2 separate regions of the Zea mays genome follow, and region 1 is linked to region 2. A link is a contact called in public Hi-C data. All regions are on one chromosome and are shown on one strand. Each heading gives the region's core, a stretch centred on a gene start, on an enhancer-like site or on the middle of the called end of the contact. The rest is flanking DNA. Distances are from core to core; before and after follow the strand shown. Region 1 holds the start of LOC100384304. Region 2 holds the start of LOC100273626 (putative protein kinase superfamily protein).

The links. Hi-C and Micro-C count contacts between places; a contact is called where the count stands out from the background.
Region 1: a Hi-C map of leaf shows a contact between it and region 2, with 4 times the contacts expected there. The contact joins the promoter of LOC100384304 here to the promoter of LOC100273626 in region 2. A contact is called at or near these places in 4 of 25 Hi-C or Micro-C datasets (ear, endosperm, leaf and 1 more).

What each region holds. Positions count from the first base shown.
Region 1 is chr5:174,748,596-174,752,824 of Zm-B73-REFERENCE-NAM-5.0, forward strand. LOC100384304 reads right to left here and starts at 1,373. Exons shown (of 10, transcript NM_001176862.2): 1 at 1,145-1,373.
Region 2 is chr5:174,577,725-174,582,262 of Zm-B73-REFERENCE-NAM-5.0, forward strand. It overlaps LOC100273626 (putative protein kinase superfamily protein), which reads left to right and starts at 2,555. Exons shown (of 7, transcript NM_001148042.1): 1 at 2,555-3,629; 2 at 4,009-4,113; 3 at 4,205-4,327; 4 at 4,416-4,538. The coding sequence starts at 2,986.

The DNA of each region.
Region 1 (4,229 bases), core at 123-2,622, 170 kb after region 2:
AGATTACAATACAAATAGTTCAAACAGCGTACTAATAGTTCGAAATATGCAAGAGTGAAGCTTAAAGACCATATAGAATAAAGAATTGCGTCTACCTTTTGGGCCTACGCTTTCTAGGGGGCGTTTGGTTACTTGTATGGGTGAGCCTGGCTCGTATCTAGTGAGCCTGGCTCAGACTGGACTGGCTGAGTGCATGCAGTATAGCGTGTTTGGTTGTGTGTATGTGGCCAGTCTGGTTCACAAGAGATGTTGTTTGGTTGCTTGCATGAGTACATGGTGCATGAGTTAAAAAAAATTAAAAAATCTATTAATAGACACTAATTATATGGTAAATTGCTTAATAGATACTAATTACATGTTAATATACACTAATTATATATTAATCTTAATCACGTAATTTTTTTATTTGAAATATATATAGTATGAGTGGTCTAGTTTCGTTCGCAAAAATGTCAGGAACGCGGATATGAAATCGGTTCGGTGATTAAATCTTTTAATTAGACGATATAATGAAAAAACCAATTAAAAACGTGTCTCGATATGCGTGCACGAGTAAAGAGCTGGCTGAGCGGAGCCTGGCCGCGCGCGTGCGGCCGCGCGATGCGTTTCTGCCGGGCCTGGCTCGCGGCGCTTTAAGTTCCGTGCTAGCCTGTCTCGTGCGATACAACGAACCAAACAAACACTACTTTTTGCATGTGTAGATGCAGCTGCACCACCGGAGAAGGCAACCAAACGCCCCCCTAATGACCATGATGAATCTACAAGCTACAATTAGAGCACATCTACATAATTACTATTAATCAACCAAGGTGCACCTACAAACTACATCAAAACTAGATCAGAGAAAGTTAGGGTTAGAAATTTTAGGGCCCGAAGAGATTGGAGAGGGAAATGTTCATAGTTGTCACCAATATTTTAAGATCGGTTGATCGTTTCTGACCGCCAGAGGGGCGATCAGCCGATCAGACCGATTAATGGGACGATCAGTCCGATTAATCGGGCTTTGAACCGAGCACCTACAAGCCACAACCCACAACCACAGTTACCTACTTACCTAGCAGGCCAGCAGAGCTAGAGATGAACGAGTACTGGGGAAGTGGGGACTGGGGAGAAGAGATGGAGGCATCGAGCCCGAGAGCTGTACCTGCAGCTACAGGGCGCCGCCGCGCCGGGGAAGGAGGAGGGGGGCGCGACCGCTGATCCTGTTGTCGAGTGCTGCAGTGCTAGGGCCTAGGTGCGGGGCGCCGCCGCGCCGGGGAAGGAGGGGAGTGATGCCGCTGATCCCGTCGCCGGTGGCGCGCCGCCGTCGCCGAGTGCTGGGCCTAGGGTTCCTCAGTTCGAAAGACTGCGGCGGCTGGGCACCCGTGTTAGCGTATAGGACAGTGGGCACTGGTTTTCAAAGGGGTTGTTTGAATCACTTCATTCGAAACGAGGTGTCCTCAAATTCGATTAAACGACCAAATTTTTTATATCAATAGTAACTAACTAATTATAAGAAATAAGATGATGATGAATCAACTCATTATATTTCATAAACCAAACGAAAAAATATGAGTATAAAAACGATAAACTAGCTCATTCATTAAATCAAATACTCTAACTGTGTTGGGCTGCTGAGCCAAAAAAGATTGGTGAAAAACAAATAGGAGTGGGCCAAAATTTTCAAGCCGTGCAAACTGCAGCCTTATCATCCATAATTTAATCGGACGATTAATCGAATGATCAGGTTCTACACTTTTGAAAGTCGCCTAGAGAGGGGTGAATAGGCAAATCTGAAATTTATAAACTTTAAGCACAACTACAAGCCGGAGTTAGCGTTAAAAATATAATCGAGTCCGAAATAGAGGGCGAAAAACAAATCACAAGCAAATAGCGAGAGTGACACGATGATTTGTTTTACCGAGGTTCGGCTCTTGCAAACCTACTCCCCGTTGAGGTGGTCACAAAGACCGGGTCTCTTTCAACTCTTTCTCTCTCTCAAACGGTCACCTAAACCGAGTGAGCTTCTCTTCTCAATCAATTGGAACATTTAGTCCCCACAAGGACCACCACATAATTGGTGTCTCTTGCTTTGATTACAAAGATCTTGGAAACAAGAAATGGGAAAGAAGAAAAGCAATCCAAGCGCAAGAGCTCAAAAGAACACGACAAAACTCTCTCTTCTAGTCACTATTGCTTTGAGTGGAATTAGGATTTGGAGATATTTTGATTCACTCTAATTGTGTCTTGTATTGAATACACTAGCTCTTGTATTGAATATGTTGGCTGAAAACTTGGATGCCTTGTAGTGTGGTGGTTGGGGGTATTTATAGCCCCAACCACCAAAGTGGCCGTTGGAGAAGGCTGTTGTCGAAGGGCGCCACCGGACACTGTCCGGTGTGCCAGCCACGTCACCCAACCGTTAGGGTTCGACCGTTGGAGCTCTGACAAGTGGGGCCACCGGACCGTCACTGTTCACTATCAGGTGCGCCTTCTGGCGCTTGCTTAGACTCTGCACGCGCAGTCCGCACTGTTCACTATTCATTGTACACTTTTGCAGTCGACCGTTGGCGCTGTAGCCGTTACTCCGCTTGGCACACCGGACAGTCCGGTGCTACACCGGACAGTCCGGTGAATTATAGCGGAGGGCATTTCCAGAAACCCGAAGGTGGCAAGTTCGGAGTTGATCTCTCTGGTGCACCGGACACTGTCCGGTGGCACACCGGACAGTCCGGTGCGCCAGACCGAGGCAGCCTTCGGTTTTCTTTGTTCCTTTGATTTGAACTCTTTCTTTGACTTTTTAATGGTTTGTGTTGAACCTTTGGCACCTGTAGAACTTATAATCTAGAGCAAACTAGTTAGTCCAATTATTTGTGTTGGGCAATTCAACCACCAAAATCATTTAGGAAAAGGTTTGACCCTATTTCCCTTTCAATCTCCCCCTTTTTGGTGATTGATGCCAACACAAACCAAAGCAAATATATAAGTGCAAAATTGAACTAGTTTGCATAAGGTAAGTGCAAAGGTTACTTGGAATCAAACCAATTTACATTTCATAAGATATGTATGGACGCTTTCTTCTAATTTAACATTTTGGACCACGCTTGAACCACTTGTTTTATTTTTGCAAATATTTTTGGAAATTATTTTCAAAGTCTTTTTGCAAATAGTCAAAGGTATATGAATATGATTTTGAGAAGCATTTTCAAGATTCGAAATTTTCTCCCCCTTCAAATGCTTTTCCTTTGACTAAACAAAACTCCCCCTTAATGAAATTCTCCTCTTAGTGTTCAAGAGGGTTTTAGATATTAATTTTGAAAGGGGTCATACCAATTTGAGATTATATCAAAAATAAGATACCAATTGAAAAACTTCTTTAATACAAATTGAAAGACTACATTTTTGAAATTGGTGGTGGTGCGGTCCGTTTGCTTTGGGCTAATACTTTCTCCCCCTTTGGCATGAATCGCCAAAAACGGATACTTGTGAGTGAAATATAAGCCCTTTCCAAACTTTCTCCCTCTTTGGTAAATAATATAGGAATGAAGGATTATACCAAAGTGAAGAATGATGCGGAGTGACGGCGAAGGGTTAATAACTTGATGGAGTGGAGTGGAAGCCTTGTCTTCGCCGAAGACTCCATTTCCCTTTCAATCTATGACTTAGCACAAAATAAACTTGAAAACCACATTAGTCATAGCACATGAAAGAGGTATGATCAAAGGTATGCAAATGAGCTATGTGTGCAAGATATCAGTCAAAATTCCTAGAATCAAGAATGTTTAGCTCATGCCTAAGTTTGGTAAAGGTTTTCTCATCTAATGGTTTAGTAAAGATATCGGCTAATTGTTCTTTGGTGCTAACATAAGCAATCTCGATATCCCCCTTTGTTGGTGATCCTCAAAAAGTGATACCGAATGGCTATGTGCTTAGTGCGGCTGTGCTCAACGGGATTATCCGCCATGCGGATTGTACTCTCATTATCACATAGGAGAGGAACTTTGGTTAATTTGTAACCATAGTCCCTAAGGGTTTGCCTCATCCAAAGCAATTGCGCGCAACAATGGCCTGCGGCAATATACTCGACTTCGGCGGTAGAAAGAGCTACAGAATTTTGTTTCTTTGAAGCCCAAGACACCAGGGATCTTCCCAAGAACTGACAAGTCCCTGATGTACTCTTTCTATCAATTTTACACCCTGCCCAATCAACATCTGAATATCTAATTAAATCAGAAGTGGATCACTTGGGG
Region 2 (4,538 bases), core at 1,305-3,804:
TGTGTTTGCTAGTGTTTATGTTTATAGTTCACAGGATGCGAAGAGTATTGGACTAAGACACTGAGAATGCAACACCTCAAATGAAGACATAAAAAGAGCTTAGAAGTCCAAGACTCAAGACCAAAGGAGCCCAAGAACAAAATACAGAAGACCTAGAAGATGAGCTATCAGCTAGCGCACCGGTGGCACACAGTTGGCGCACAAGACAGCCAACAGATCTTCCATTTGCTCTATGTCTGAGAGGAGGCACCAGACTATCCGCCGTGCACGGGACAATCACTTTTCACTGTCCGGTGCACGCAACGGCTAGCTGTCAGAACTAGCCGTTGGTTGCACACCGTTGGCGCACTGTTGGCACACCGCTGGCACACTGTTGGAGCGTGGAGAAGGTCCACGGCTTTCTACGGAATTACTCGACCGAGGTGCTTGGCCCTCGCGTGGGCTTCCCTTTGCGTAGGGCACCAACGAGGATTAATCGGAACCTTACGTGGTTCCGGATACCTCGGTAAAAATACCAGTGTCATCCACGGGAGTTTGCATCTCTACCTTTTCTTTAGCTTCCGCATTTACATTAAGCATTTAAGTTTCAATCTTGTCTTTCTAGTTAGATTGTTTAGATTGAAACTTAACTTTCGCGGTAGAGATAGCAACACTTAGACTAAACCTAGTTTGCACATTGTGAATTGATCATTTGTATATGTTTTGCTGTAATGATTTAATTGTGGCCTTATTTAGTGAAAGTTTTAGAAGTCCTAATTTATCCCTTCTAAGACGTCACCTGTTTCCTTCACATTTGATGTAAATTTGGCTTGGCATATTTACGGCAGATCTAGTAGCGCTGTGGCTGCAAGCTTGCAATCATCCTGCCGGATGTAGGGTCATCTTTGAAAGACAAATTGTTGTGGATGCTAAACGCTACTGCCACGCACAACACAAAAGGTACAAGGAGTAACACTCATGCTGAGCGACAGTATTATGTTTTATGTCATCTCGATGAAATAACTTTGAGAAGAAAATAAAACTTCCTTTGTTGAAAGGAAAATGGTGAGCGGCAGGTCTCGCCGTCTGAACCTTGTAAAAGAATATCTGATGCGTGCGCTTGTGTCATGATGATGGTGGTCTTGGCTTTGTTTCGTGGGCAAGGGGCGATCATGAACTTATAATCTCTCTAATCTAAGTACAGCGTCATGATCAATCACGGTCGGTCCAAGCAGGTCTGATCAAACATCGGAAATCGTAGCGCAAACGAACACTAGTTTACATGATAAAATGAATATGTACAATGAATGGTGATTTTATATTATATAAAGCATTAGTTTACATGATTTTTTTAGGGTCGTTGTACGTCATCCCTCTTCTTTGTGTTTTATATTCTTACTCAAATATAAATAGAAACCGTATCAACATACAAACCTTTACCAATTAACTTTTGAACATTACACGTTGTGTTAGGCCCTAAACTTAGAAAACCAGGAAAAACGGGTCCTTGAACTTTGTCGACCTATACAAAATCAGTTAAAACCGAATTTACTCAAACCGGAAGATGATGTGGCAATGCCGCGCTGGATGGTACTAATGAAAATTCAGACATCCAAGTGACATAGCATGTCAATTCGAAGACCTAAGTGACGGGACTCCACGAACCAGGTGGTGCTCAACAGAGTGGAGAGGCTCCAATGTGGTATTGCCACGTCGCCATCCGATTTAAGCAAATTTGGTTTTTGGTTTTGAACGATTTTACACATGTAGTCAAAGTTCAAGAACATGTTTTTCTATATATATTTGGAGTCTAAGCGACACAATGTACCAAGTTTAAAGACCGCTAGTGCATTTTAATCCTACCTTTTATACCACATCCCGACAGTAGGGATTTTTTTTTCGGCTCTTAGAATTGAAAACACACCCTGACACACAAGAAATTCGTACCGAGTAGCAATAAATCTGTTCCTTACGAGCTTGTCCTTTGTATTTTATTGGTGCGAGCATCTGATCTATGCCACTGAGAGGGACAGCTAATTGCACGATGCAGTACATTGTAGGTGGGGGACCTCTGGCAGATAACACGCCTGCAAAAACAAAGCATCGCATTTGACATTTGAAAGAAAAGAACAGAGTATAAAAACATGCAACATGCTACCACATGCCAGCTCCTCCAGTAGACTATTATCAGTACGCGCTGCTGCTGGCTGTATTCCATCCACGATCCACCTCATCATCGCAAAGAAAAAAGATCAGATGCCCATGCCATGCCCCTTCTTCTCTACACTTGAATTATTATTATTCTCCTCTTTGCAGGGGCTGGCTGGCTTCCTCCTCTTCCACCTCCCTCCATGCATGCAGAGGAGCAGCACCTTCATTACTCCACATTACTCTCCCTCCACTCCGACTCCGGGAGAAGTCACCCACCACAGTCTCACATCTCTGGTACATGTACATCCACAGTTCTGCAAGCAAACCATTCACTCCTCCCTCTGCCTGTATTCTTCGTTTCGCCCCTGGGATCCTCGTCACGACTCACGCCATCCGCCCCCACCGCCACCACCAGCCACACCATCTCTGTTCTCCAGTCACGCCAGACGGCCAGAACCCACAATTTTCATCACACCAAACCATCCACTCCTCACCTTTCCCCCCAAACAAGTCCAATCTTTACAACGACATTGTCGCCAACTACAACCCCTTTCCCTTCTGGGTGCCTCACCAGATTACCCACTCAAATCCAGCTACCAAGCACAAAAGCTGCGGCATTTGCCATACTGTTTCATCCGCGGAACCCAATCTTGCCGCCCGATCCTTCGCAAAATCCACCGTACGTGCTTGCTGCCCCTGTTCCAGTCCAGACTCTAGACAATGCTGTCTGCGCCGTGGAATCCGAGCGTTGCCAGCTAATTCCGCTCGGGAACACGCACGAGGAGATCCGCCAGTTCGCAAGAAGCGATATCCATCCACGGCGTTGCCCTGGCTGCTCGCGCTCCGCCAGCTCCCATGTCGGACACGGAGCTGTCCCAGAGCACGGTGGTGTTTGGGCTCCGCATGTGGGTGCTCGTCGGCATCGGCGTCGGTGCCGCCTTCGTGCTACTGCTCGTCCTCATCTCCGTCCTCTGCCTCCTCGCCTTCCGCCGTCGCCGTCGCCGGCGGCAGCGGCCGGCCAACCCCGCGCAGCAGCTCCCCACCACCGCCCCGCCCAAGAATCCCACGAATGCCAAGGCGCCCAAGGACATCCAAGAAGTCCCCTCCCACGCCGCCGCCGCCGCCCCAGCGAAGACGCCGCTTGCGCTCGCGCAGGTGCTCCAGCTCCCCACGCCACCGGTCTCCGAGCAGCTCGTGACCGGCAAGGAGCACCACGTCACGCACCCGGAGCAGCAGCAGCACCCCAGCCACCGGAGCGACGGGCCTTCGCCGCACGGCAACGGCGAGAGCCGCGGTGGCGCCGCGGAGCGCGCGCCCCCGGCGGTGCCCGAGGTGTCCCATCTGGGGTGGGGCCACTGGTACACGCTCAAGGAGCTGGAGACCGCGACCGGGATGTTCGCCGACGGGAACGTGATCGGCGAGGGCGGGTACGGGATCGTGTACCGTGGCGTGCTCGAAAACGGCACGCAGGTCGCCGTCAAGAACTTGCTAAACAACAGGTACCGAACCACCTACCAGTAGATGTTAACTTCATGGACTGCAAACCTGCATTCAATTGGCATTCATATCTGACTATCCGACATTGCCGATTAGTTTAGGAGTACTCTGTACTTTCAGTGGCATGTTCGTGCTGAATTTAAAATGTCTGGCATTGTGCTGATTGCACATAGCTACGGATTCAGCATGAGGATTTCAATTTGCATAGCAAATGGAGGAGCTTGTCACTGACAATTCGCTTGTGTTCTATAATAGTAGGTTGAGTTGTTTTTTGAGAGACATAGTTCAACAAGATGACTGATTTCTGTGCAAATTTGACATGATCGACTTTCTTCAGTGTGCTGCTAAAATTTAGAAACTTTGTACCCTTTGACTTGTTAGGGGGCAGGCAGAGAAGGAATTCAAGGTTGAGGTCGAAGCGATCGGGCGTGTGCGACACAAGAACCTTGTGCGCCTTCTAGGATACTGTGCTGAGGGTAATCAGAGGTATGTCTTGTCAGGTGTGTGCAAACCACTTGTTTCGCTTGTTTGGCTGATACAATACTAATGTAGATGTTGGTTCTGTGTTTCTTGTCAGGATGCTTGTATATGAGTATGTTGATAATGGGAACTTAGAACAATGGCTGCACGGGGATGTTGGGCCCAGAAGCCCTCTCGCCTGGGATGACAGGATGAAGATCATACTGGGAACAGCAAAAGGGTATGTGCGCGGTTATCTTATCCTTGTTGGTCTACAGAGTTTAAACTGACACTCTACTTAAATTACCTAAATTTCTACCCTCATTTAGGTTAATGTATTTGCACGAGGGGCTTGAACCAAAGGTGGTTCACCGTGATGTCAAGTCAAGCAACATCCTTCTGGACAAGCAATGGAATGCTAAGCTCTCGGATTTCGGACTTGCGAAGCTTCT